Linked DNA regions of Pan troglodytes: region 2 is linked to region 1. A link is a contact called in public HiChIP or PLAC-seq data. All regions are on one chromosome and are shown on one strand. The core of a region is the stretch at or near the end of the contact, and the rest is flanking DNA. Distances in the headings are between cores, read along the strand shown. Region 1 holds the start of SOAT1 (sterol O-acyltransferase 1). Region 2 holds the start of TOR3A (torsin family 3 member A).

Region 1 (4,458 bases), core at 730-3,229:
GGTATCTCTCGAAATGTCTTATTGTACTCTGTTTCGCACCTCAGGTAGCTGAAACTACAGAAAGCAGTTAAGTGGGGATCACTGTATTTCTCATTCAAAAGTTCCTTCCTCTGTCCACCAACTTATTCATTCTTTCTCTGGGCCAAGTGCTGGACCAGACCCTGAAAATTAAGAGGTAAGATAGGCTAAACCAGCCTTCATGAAATGCACTAGCAGAGGAAACAAAGCAACTAATTCATTACAATTAATGATCAACTTCTGCTAAGGAGAATAAAGAGTTCATGGAGGGCTTAATGGGGATGGGGTGATTTCCAGAGGAAGTGATATGTGGGCTGATATCTGAGGCAGGTATAAGAGTTGGAGGGAGGGAGAGAATACAGCATTAGAGGTGGAGGAAACTCCTAAAAGCCAAGAGATAGGAAAGAAAATAAAGCTTTCCAGTAACAAAAATAAAGCCAGTGTGGCATGAACCTGGAAAGCCAGAAGGAAAGTGGGCCAAATGAACCAGAGATAGAGTGTGCTCACTCAGTAGGTCTTTATCCTAAAAGACTGCGAAACCTCAGATGCATTCTAAGCATGTGATTCACTAAAACACGTGCATTTCTAAACGATAATTCAGTGCCACAGAGCTCCTTCCAAAACCCATTCTCACACCCAGACAACGCACAGACTTCCTTAACAAGTCATTCACTGACACCGCCCAACTTTTAAAAAGAAAAAAAAAAAAAAAGCTTCAAATTGAATTCTACTTCAAGGAAGAGGAAACCAAGCAGGCTGAAAAAAAGAAAAAAGTGGTTTAAACAGGTGGCAGCCACTTAAATATTAAAAAGTGACCAACAGGCCAGGCGCGGTGGCTCACGCCTGTAATCCCAGCACTTTGGGAGGCCGAAGCGGGCGGATCACTTGAGGTCAGGAGTTTGAGACCAACCTGGTCCAACATGGTGAAACCCCGTCTCTACTAAAACTACAAAAATTACCTGGGCGTGGTGGCGCACGCCTGTAATCCCAGCTACTCGGGAGGCTGAGGCACGAGAATCGCTTGAACCCGGGAGGCAGAGGTTGCAGTGAGCCGAGATTGCGCCACTGCACTCCAGCCTTGCGACACAGCGAGACTCCGTCTCAAACAAACAAACAAAAGTGACCGACGAACTTAACCTAAATATATATACGGAGAATAAAGTTTATATAGTTGTTTCTCACTTAGAAATAACCTTTCAATATACATATTATTTAAATTACATGACCATTAACACTTAGGGAAAACAGAAACTTACCTACATCCTAATATTTTACAATAAAACATGAGCTTGATTAAAGGTTCTGGTGCCCCTACAGATTTTCATGTCTTGCTAATACCATCCTTCCCTTCACACATTTTCTCTAAATCATTAAAAAGCTGACTTCCTGAGTGCATTTTTGGTTTCGCTTTTTAAAGAATAAAACGTCTTCTAATTCCTAACTTTCTTTACTACTGACTTGAGAGATGCCACGAGATTTGCGGAACACCAAACCAGCCTGCAGGGTTTAAAAGGCTGCCCGTGACCCGGGCGCCTGACGGTAACTTTGCCGCCCTCCCCTCCCCAACTCCCCTGCAGTCGCCGAGCCTCGCCTTCTCCGCAGCACAGCCCAGGACAAGGCCGGGCCGGAGCTGCTGCCGCCACCGCTTCTCCCTTCCCCGCGGGCTGAGGCCGGTGGACCCAAGCGGGAAGCGAGGAGAGGCGCGGGAGCACCACCGTTACCTGAGGCCCGCGCCCGGCAGCGGGCACTTCGGCCAAGAGGGCAGAGCCGGGAAGCGGTCACAGAGCAGCCAGCAGGAAGGTCGACTCCGGGAAGCTCTCCTGGCGCCCAGGGCCCGCAACGTCGCCTGCTAAGCTAAAGCGCCGGACAGCCCGGCCCCTACGCCCCCTGCCTCCGAGCACCGCTGCGTCACGCGCAGGGCCACCTCCGGCTGAGCATCCTATTGGTGGTCCCCAGGTTGCCAGGCTCCGCCCACCTCCCCGCCCCTTCCCGGGCGCGCGGGTCCCCGGCGCCAGTGCTCGCAGGCTGGCCCTGGCAACCTGCCAAGGAAGCTTCTCACCCGGACATCATGATACCGGCGACAACATCTTGCTTGACACTTCCACCCCAGCAGTAGAATGTGCAGCCAAAACGGGACTGCGACAACTCCCTGCAAGCCCGAAACGGCACCCTGCGTGGTAGCATGGAGCTGCAGGGGCGTTTGGCTCCTAGGCCGACTGGAAGAAGCCGCTTCTGGAGCTGTGGATCATTGCAGTTTGAACTGACCATCCAGGAACAACGTAGAACTAGCCAGAAGCAAGAATCGCTGGCTTATCTGCACACCAAGATTCGTGCCTTTATCAGGAGATTCCTTACCGTTTGAAAACCAGCGTCCTTCAGCAACATTCAAACTAGATAAGGGGAAAAAACCTGCACCAAATAATAAAACACACAAAATAATGGAACAACTAAGTAATATTTAAGGGCCCTTGAGGCCAGGTGCGGTGGCTCACGCCTGTAATCCCACCACTTTGGGAGACCGAGGTGGCTGGGTCACCTGAGGTTAGGATCGAGACCAGCCTGACCAACATGGTGAAACCCCGTCTCTACTAAATACAAAAAATTAGCCGGGCGTGGTGGCGCGCGCCTGTAATCCCAGCTATTCGGGAGGCTGAGGCAGGAGGATTGCTTGAACCCGGAAGCCAGAGGTTGCAGTGAGCCTAGATTGTGCCATTGCACTCCAGCCTGGGCAATAAGAGCTAAACTCCTTTTCAAAAAAAGTTTTAAAAATAAAATAAACAAAGGGCCCTCGTGACTTCATAATCAAAAGAAGAATGATGCAGAGAGATTTGGGACAGAGATTAAATACAACAGTTAATCGCTTGGAATTTGTGAAGGCAGAGGTGTATGTGAATTTAGGGTAAAAGTAGGTGAAAAGGCAATGATGAGAGGAGCAGAGACTGAAGAGTCGCACTCACAGCCTGCAAACTAATACCAGCTAGCCTGGCCTGACTAATCGCTTCTTCCCCACTCCTCCCCAGGACAAAAATCCCTGAACAAATAGATGAGGTTTAGCAGAACTGACTACTCTCTGTGGTCCTTTAAACAAAGTGGATTTGTACACGTTCCCTTGGCCACCCAGCAGGCTGCACTGTTCACTCAAAGCAGAAATGGCCCTCAGCATCCAGTCGAGTTTAGTACTGGCTGTCATTGGCAGATCTGCTCCGTTTGGCCTCTTCTACAACTGTGATTGCCACGTGTGCTGACTAGTTGGTGACAGGGTCTGGTAGACCCCCAGCTGCTTCCCCTCCCCACTCCCACTAGTTATAGAGCAGTAGGAACATAGGCACTCATTTCTATTGGGTCTCTGTTGGCTACCTTCTATATACACCAAGATGACTGGCCTTTTCACTGTTCGATTCATTCATTCAAAAAATATTGATAGTATTCTTGGTGCTAGAAATACAGTGGTGAATAAACAGAAGAAGCCCCTGCACTTAGAGGCTTATGTTCTGCAGGACTAGGTATGAAAGGAAACAAACAGGTGGCTCAAGCCTATAATCCCAGCACTTTGGGAGGCTGAGGCAGGAGGATCACTTTGAGGCCAGGAGTCCAAGACCAGCCTGAGTAACATAGTGAGACTCCCTCTCTACAGAATTTAAAAAAAAAAACAACAACAACAACAATGACAACAAAATTTGCTGGGAATTGTGGCAGGCCCCTATGGTCCCAGCTACTCGGGAGGCTGAGATGAGAGGATTGCTTGTGGTGGGGGATGGGGGGTGAGGGACGGAGGATGCAGTGAGCCAAAAAATCATGCCACTGCACTGCAGCCTGATCGACACAGTGGGACTCTGTCTCAAACAACAAAAGCTTATGTTTCTAATGGAGAATATAAATAATAAAACGAATAAATGAGATAATCACTGGCAGTGATAAGTACTGAGCAGAAAACAAAACAGAATGGTCAGGCAAGGATTTTCTGAGGAGATAATTCAGGAGCTAAGACCTAAATGACAAGAAGGAGCCAGCCAAGCCAACCATGGGGAGGAAGAACATTCTAGACAGAGGATAATGGGTGTGAAGGCCCCGATGCTGAACTGTGGCTGATGCTGAAGCGTGGCTGTTTGAGGAACAGGCCAGGAGGCTTGAGCATGTCAAATAGGGGTTTGAAGTTGAGTTTGGAGCATTAAGCAGGAACCTAATCACGTTGTTTGGATTTATCTGTTAAGTGCAAAGGCAAGATAATGAAGGGTTTGGGTTTTTGTTGTTTTGAGATGGGGTCTCACTCTGTCGCCCAGGCTGGAGTGCAGTGGTGCAATCAGGGCTCACTGCATCCTCTACCTCCCCAGGCTCGCTAAGTCATCTTCCCACCTCAGCCTCCCAAGTAGCTGGGACTACAGGCGGTCGTCACCACACCAGACTAATTTTTGTATTTTTTGTAGAGACAGGGTTTCGCTG
Region 2 (4,171 bases), core at 1,344-3,843, 210 kb after region 1:
ATCCCCTCTAGGGCAGCAGTCTTTGAAGCTGCAGTACCACGTGGTCAGGAGATCCAGGTACCGCTGGCCCAACAGAGGAAGGCGCCAGCCTGGAAAAGGAGGAGCTGTGAGACCGAGAGGAGACCATCCGGTGCTCGACAGTGATGCGGCAACCTTGCCACACAACTTGTCAGGGACAGAGGGACACCCAGAACTCAGATTCCAACTCCCAGCCCCGACTCGGCCCACTGTCGGTCCTCAAGCCCTGCGTCCAAAAGCAGCAAGGGAGACGGCAGTCACCAGGCATGTCCACAGCGGACGTTCCCTAGAGCTGTCAAGAGCAACACCTTCGAATAACTCCAGGGTGGGCTGGGAGATGGCACAGGCGGTGCGAGAGAATCTGGAAAGCGCGGGGATCAGGGGAGGCGGGGGACGGGAAGCCGGGCGCCAGGGGGGTGCGCCGGGGACGCGGGTGGGGCAAGGGCGGTGATGGGGCTCCCTGCTCCGCGGAGGCTGCCCCCGCCCACAGCCGGTACCGGCGGCTGAGCAGAGCAGGACTGCGGGCCCAGATGTCGCCCCGGACAGGAGCGAGGCGACCACAGCCGCGCCCGGATCGCACTCTGCTCCGCAGCGAACGGCGGGCCGTGGGGACGGGGTCTTACCCAGGGGCCCCGTGGCTGCCTCCTCGTCCTCGTCACAGTCGTCGGGCCACACCTGGCAGCTGAAGAGCGTCCAGTACCGCTTGGAGAGGGCACCCGCCGCCCTGAGCTGCTCCTGCAGGCGCTGGAAGCCCGGCCAGGCCCAGGCCGAGCCCGGCTGGTCGGTTCCCTCCCACGGCCTGGAGGCGCCGCGGGGCTCAGGCGCGCCCGGGAGCAGCAGCAGGAGAAAGAGCCAAAGCTGGCACCACGGACCGCGAAGCATGGCCGGCCCCGAGCTGCGGGACCCTCCGGCTGCCGGCCTAGCCAGGCTCCCTTAAACCCGGGGCGGTCAGGCGGGGACCGCACTTCCTAGGCGGGCGTGAACCCGGGATTGGTGTTGCTGTGGCGACCGGCGGGCCGGGCTGAGTGCGCACTGGCAGCCTCCGTACACGTGACCCAGGCGGGAACCCGAAACCCTGTCTGGGGTCCTGAGAGGCAGTCCCGAGACTGACTTCAGGCCAGGTGCAACTAGCCGGCTTCCAGGAAGCAGTTTATTCTGGGTCGTGATTGTGGTTGCAAAGAAGGTGAACTCAGGCTTTGAAATGGCCACTGTCAATCACTCCGCTAGGACTTTCGGACGGCTCTGGTGGCCCATCAGAGGCCTACCGAATAAGGACACTCCTGCTTTGCCTCGCGTTTGCAGATCAACTTCCCGCCAACCTGTTAGAGGAAGCCGGTAAACCGTCTCAGTCAGGAGCGTTAGGCAGGCCAGGGGAGTCAGCTGAGTGGAGAAGAGGCCCTGGAAAGAAGGGCACAGCTAGGTGCCTGTCTGCAAGGTTGCCCTGGCTCCTCCGCAGAGGGAAATGAAACCGCAGCAAAACACCAGCAGGTTTCCACAGTGGGAGTCCACGAAAAGCAAGAGGAAGCTGATTGATGGGCTCCAGTCTGGAGGTGTTTGGAGTTTGGAAACCCCCCGAGTCATGGGTAAATCATAAGGCGTCATGTCAATGTAATTATATCTCATAAAAAGCCGAAGTACTGTGTGCACTTTCTTGACTAGGTTTGCAACTTTCAAGTGCTGGGACTGAGCAGCCCATCCGACACCATTGGCAAAAGACTACAGGGCCTCTTTCCCTCAGCGCTCTCTTCTCTATAGCGAGGAGCATGGAACAAGGCTGTTAGATTTCAGAAGAGCTTAATGCATTGTTTAAAATCACCTGGCTTACTTCAGCCAAGCCAAAAAGCCGTCTTGTCTTAGGAGAAAACTGCTGTCTAGAGAGATCAGAGGACTTGGCTAATGTCATATGTTTAGTGGCTTTGAGGTTGGGCCCTCCAGACAGTAAGGTGAATACTAGCACCGTGTCTCACAAATGTCACAGGCAACTTGATTCATCTGTTCACCCCAGTCTCTTAGATCACACCCAGTGCCAGGTCTGCTCCATTCTCAGCAGCTCACCAAATTTGTGCCTTTCATTCGAACAGCTACAGAAACTAGATAAGCATCTTTGCTAGGACACGAGGTTGAGTTGAAAAGTAAAATGTTTATAGTGTCTCAGCCATTCAGTGTGATGTCAAAAACTTTTCATAGAGTAGCAGCCATGGCACCAGCCCAGCACTGTGTACATCGAGCTTGCGGAGTCCACCGGAGTCAGTTAACAGCACATACACCACAGTGCTTATTGGAAAACCAAAAAAAATTAGGCCGGGTGTGGTGGCTCACGCCTGTAATCCTAGCACTTTAGAAGGCCGAGGCGGGCGGATCACCTGAGATCAGGAGTTCGAGACCAGCCTGGCCAACATGGTGAAACCCAGTCTCTACTAAAAATCCAAAAATTAGCCGAGTGTGATGGTGCGCGTCTGTAATCCCAGCTACTCAGGAGGCTGAGGCAGGAGAATGGCTTGAACCCAGGGGGCGGAGGTTGCAGTGAGCCAAGATGGTGCCACTGCACTCCAGCCTGGGTGACAGAGCAGGGCTCCATCTCAAAAAAAAAAAAAAAAAAAAAAAAAAAAAAAAAAAAAAAAAAAGAAGAGAAAAGAAAAAAAATTAACTCACTCAACAAATGTCGTTTGAGTCTGAATGGCAGTCTAATATAGTGATTACCATTTTCTATTTGTGCAACCATGGGTGTTACTGAACCGTCCCATGCCTGTTTCCTCACCTATAAAAAGGGATAATAAAATAGTCCCCTCATAGGGCTGCTGTGAAGATTAAATGAGCTCATTCAATGAGCACATCAACAACACTCAATACGTGGCCAGTTTTATTTCTGTATCTACCCAGCCATGGAGGAGGCTCTGGGTGGTCTACACAGGAGGCAAGGATGGCCTTAGTTAATACTGGTGGTTTATAAGTGAATTTATGGTGAAAAAATTAATAGTAACAATAGTTTATTAAAACAATCCAAGTTTTAAGATGTTGTGGAAAGAATTATCTCTACTTGGAACTTTTATGTAGGGCTACCTGCTCATTTCTGAGATGTTCTGACTTGGATTTAGCATCCCATGGCAAATAAAGTAGGTTAGCTGGGAAGTTCTTCGACAATCAACTTGATTTCAAGACATTTTTATTATTTATTTATTTATTTAGAGACGGAGTCTTGCTCTGTCGCCCAGGCTGGAGTGCAGTGGTGCAATCTCGGCTCACTGCAACCTCTGCCTCCCGGGTTCAAGCGATTCTTCCCCCTCAGCCTCCCAAGTAGCTGGGATTACAGGCGTTCACCACCACGCCCCCGCTTTTTTTTTTTTTTTTTTGTATTTTTAGAGACGGGGTTTCGCCATGTTGGCCAGGCTGGTCTCGAACTCCTGGCCTCAGGTGATCTGCCTGCCTGCCTTAGCCTCCCAAAGTGTTGGGATTACAGGCGTGAGCCACTGCGCCTGGCCGTTTTTTTCCAAAAAAAAAAAAAAAAAAAAAAAAAAGACGTAAACACTTTTTCACCAAAGAGTCAGTCCCGTGTAGAAACAATAAATCCAAACACCAGTTTCTAGATAGGTCTCTTGAGTATTTCAATAAATACTCCTTTCGGTCTCAGGCCTTGGAGGCTGTGCTCGGTTTAAAGGTCTGGAAGCAGTATCTCATGGATGACGGGGACATCTAGAGGCTGCTGGGAAAACTACAGACAACTATGATTCTTTAGCAAGCATTACGGTGCTACTCAAGGGCGGTTCCAGAACCCCACCACTGGCATCACCCAGGAGCTTGTTAGAAATGCAGAATCTCAGGCCCCAGACATACTGAATCAAAACCTGCACTTTAAGAAGGTCTTTCTGTGCAGGGAGCCGTGGCTCATGCCTGTAATCTCAGCACTTTGGGAGGCTGAGGCAGGAGGGTCGCTTGAAGCCAGAGTTTCAGACCAGCCTGGGCAATAAGGCTAGACCCCTTGTCTCTACCAAAAATAAAAATAAAAAATAAGCTGCGTGTGGTGGTGCGCGCCTATAATCCTAGCTACTTGAGAGGCTGAGGGAGGAGGATCACTTGAGCTCAGGAGTTCGAGGCTGCCAATGAGCGATGATTGTGCCATTGTACTCCAGCCTGCGTCAGAGCAAGACTGTCAAAC

What was found. HiChIP or PLAC-seq counts read pairs in DNA pulled down with a chosen protein or histone mark.
Region 2: an H3K4me3 HiChIP or PLAC-seq map of stem cell-derived excitatory neurons shows a contact between it and region 1, with 6 times the contacts expected there. The contact joins the promoter of TOR3A here to the promoter of SOAT1 in region 1. A contact is called at or near these places in 2 of 7 Hi-C or Micro-C datasets (blood and stem cell-derived neural progenitor cells) and 1 of 1 datasets of contacts at active chromatin or transcription factors (stem cell-derived excitatory neurons).

What each region holds. Positions count from the first base shown.
Region 1 is chr1:69,824,801-69,829,258 of NHGRI_mPanTro3-v2.0_pri, forward strand. SOAT1 (sterol O-acyltransferase 1) reads right to left here and starts at 1,980. Exons shown (of 16, transcript XM_514030.6): 1 at 1,740-1,980.
Region 2 is chr1:70,037,914-70,042,084 of NHGRI_mPanTro3-v2.0_pri, forward strand. It overlaps TOR3A (torsin family 3 member A), which reads right to left and starts at 2,594. Exons shown (of 6, transcript XM_514028.9): 1 at 642-2,594; 2 at 1-89. The coding sequence starts at 900.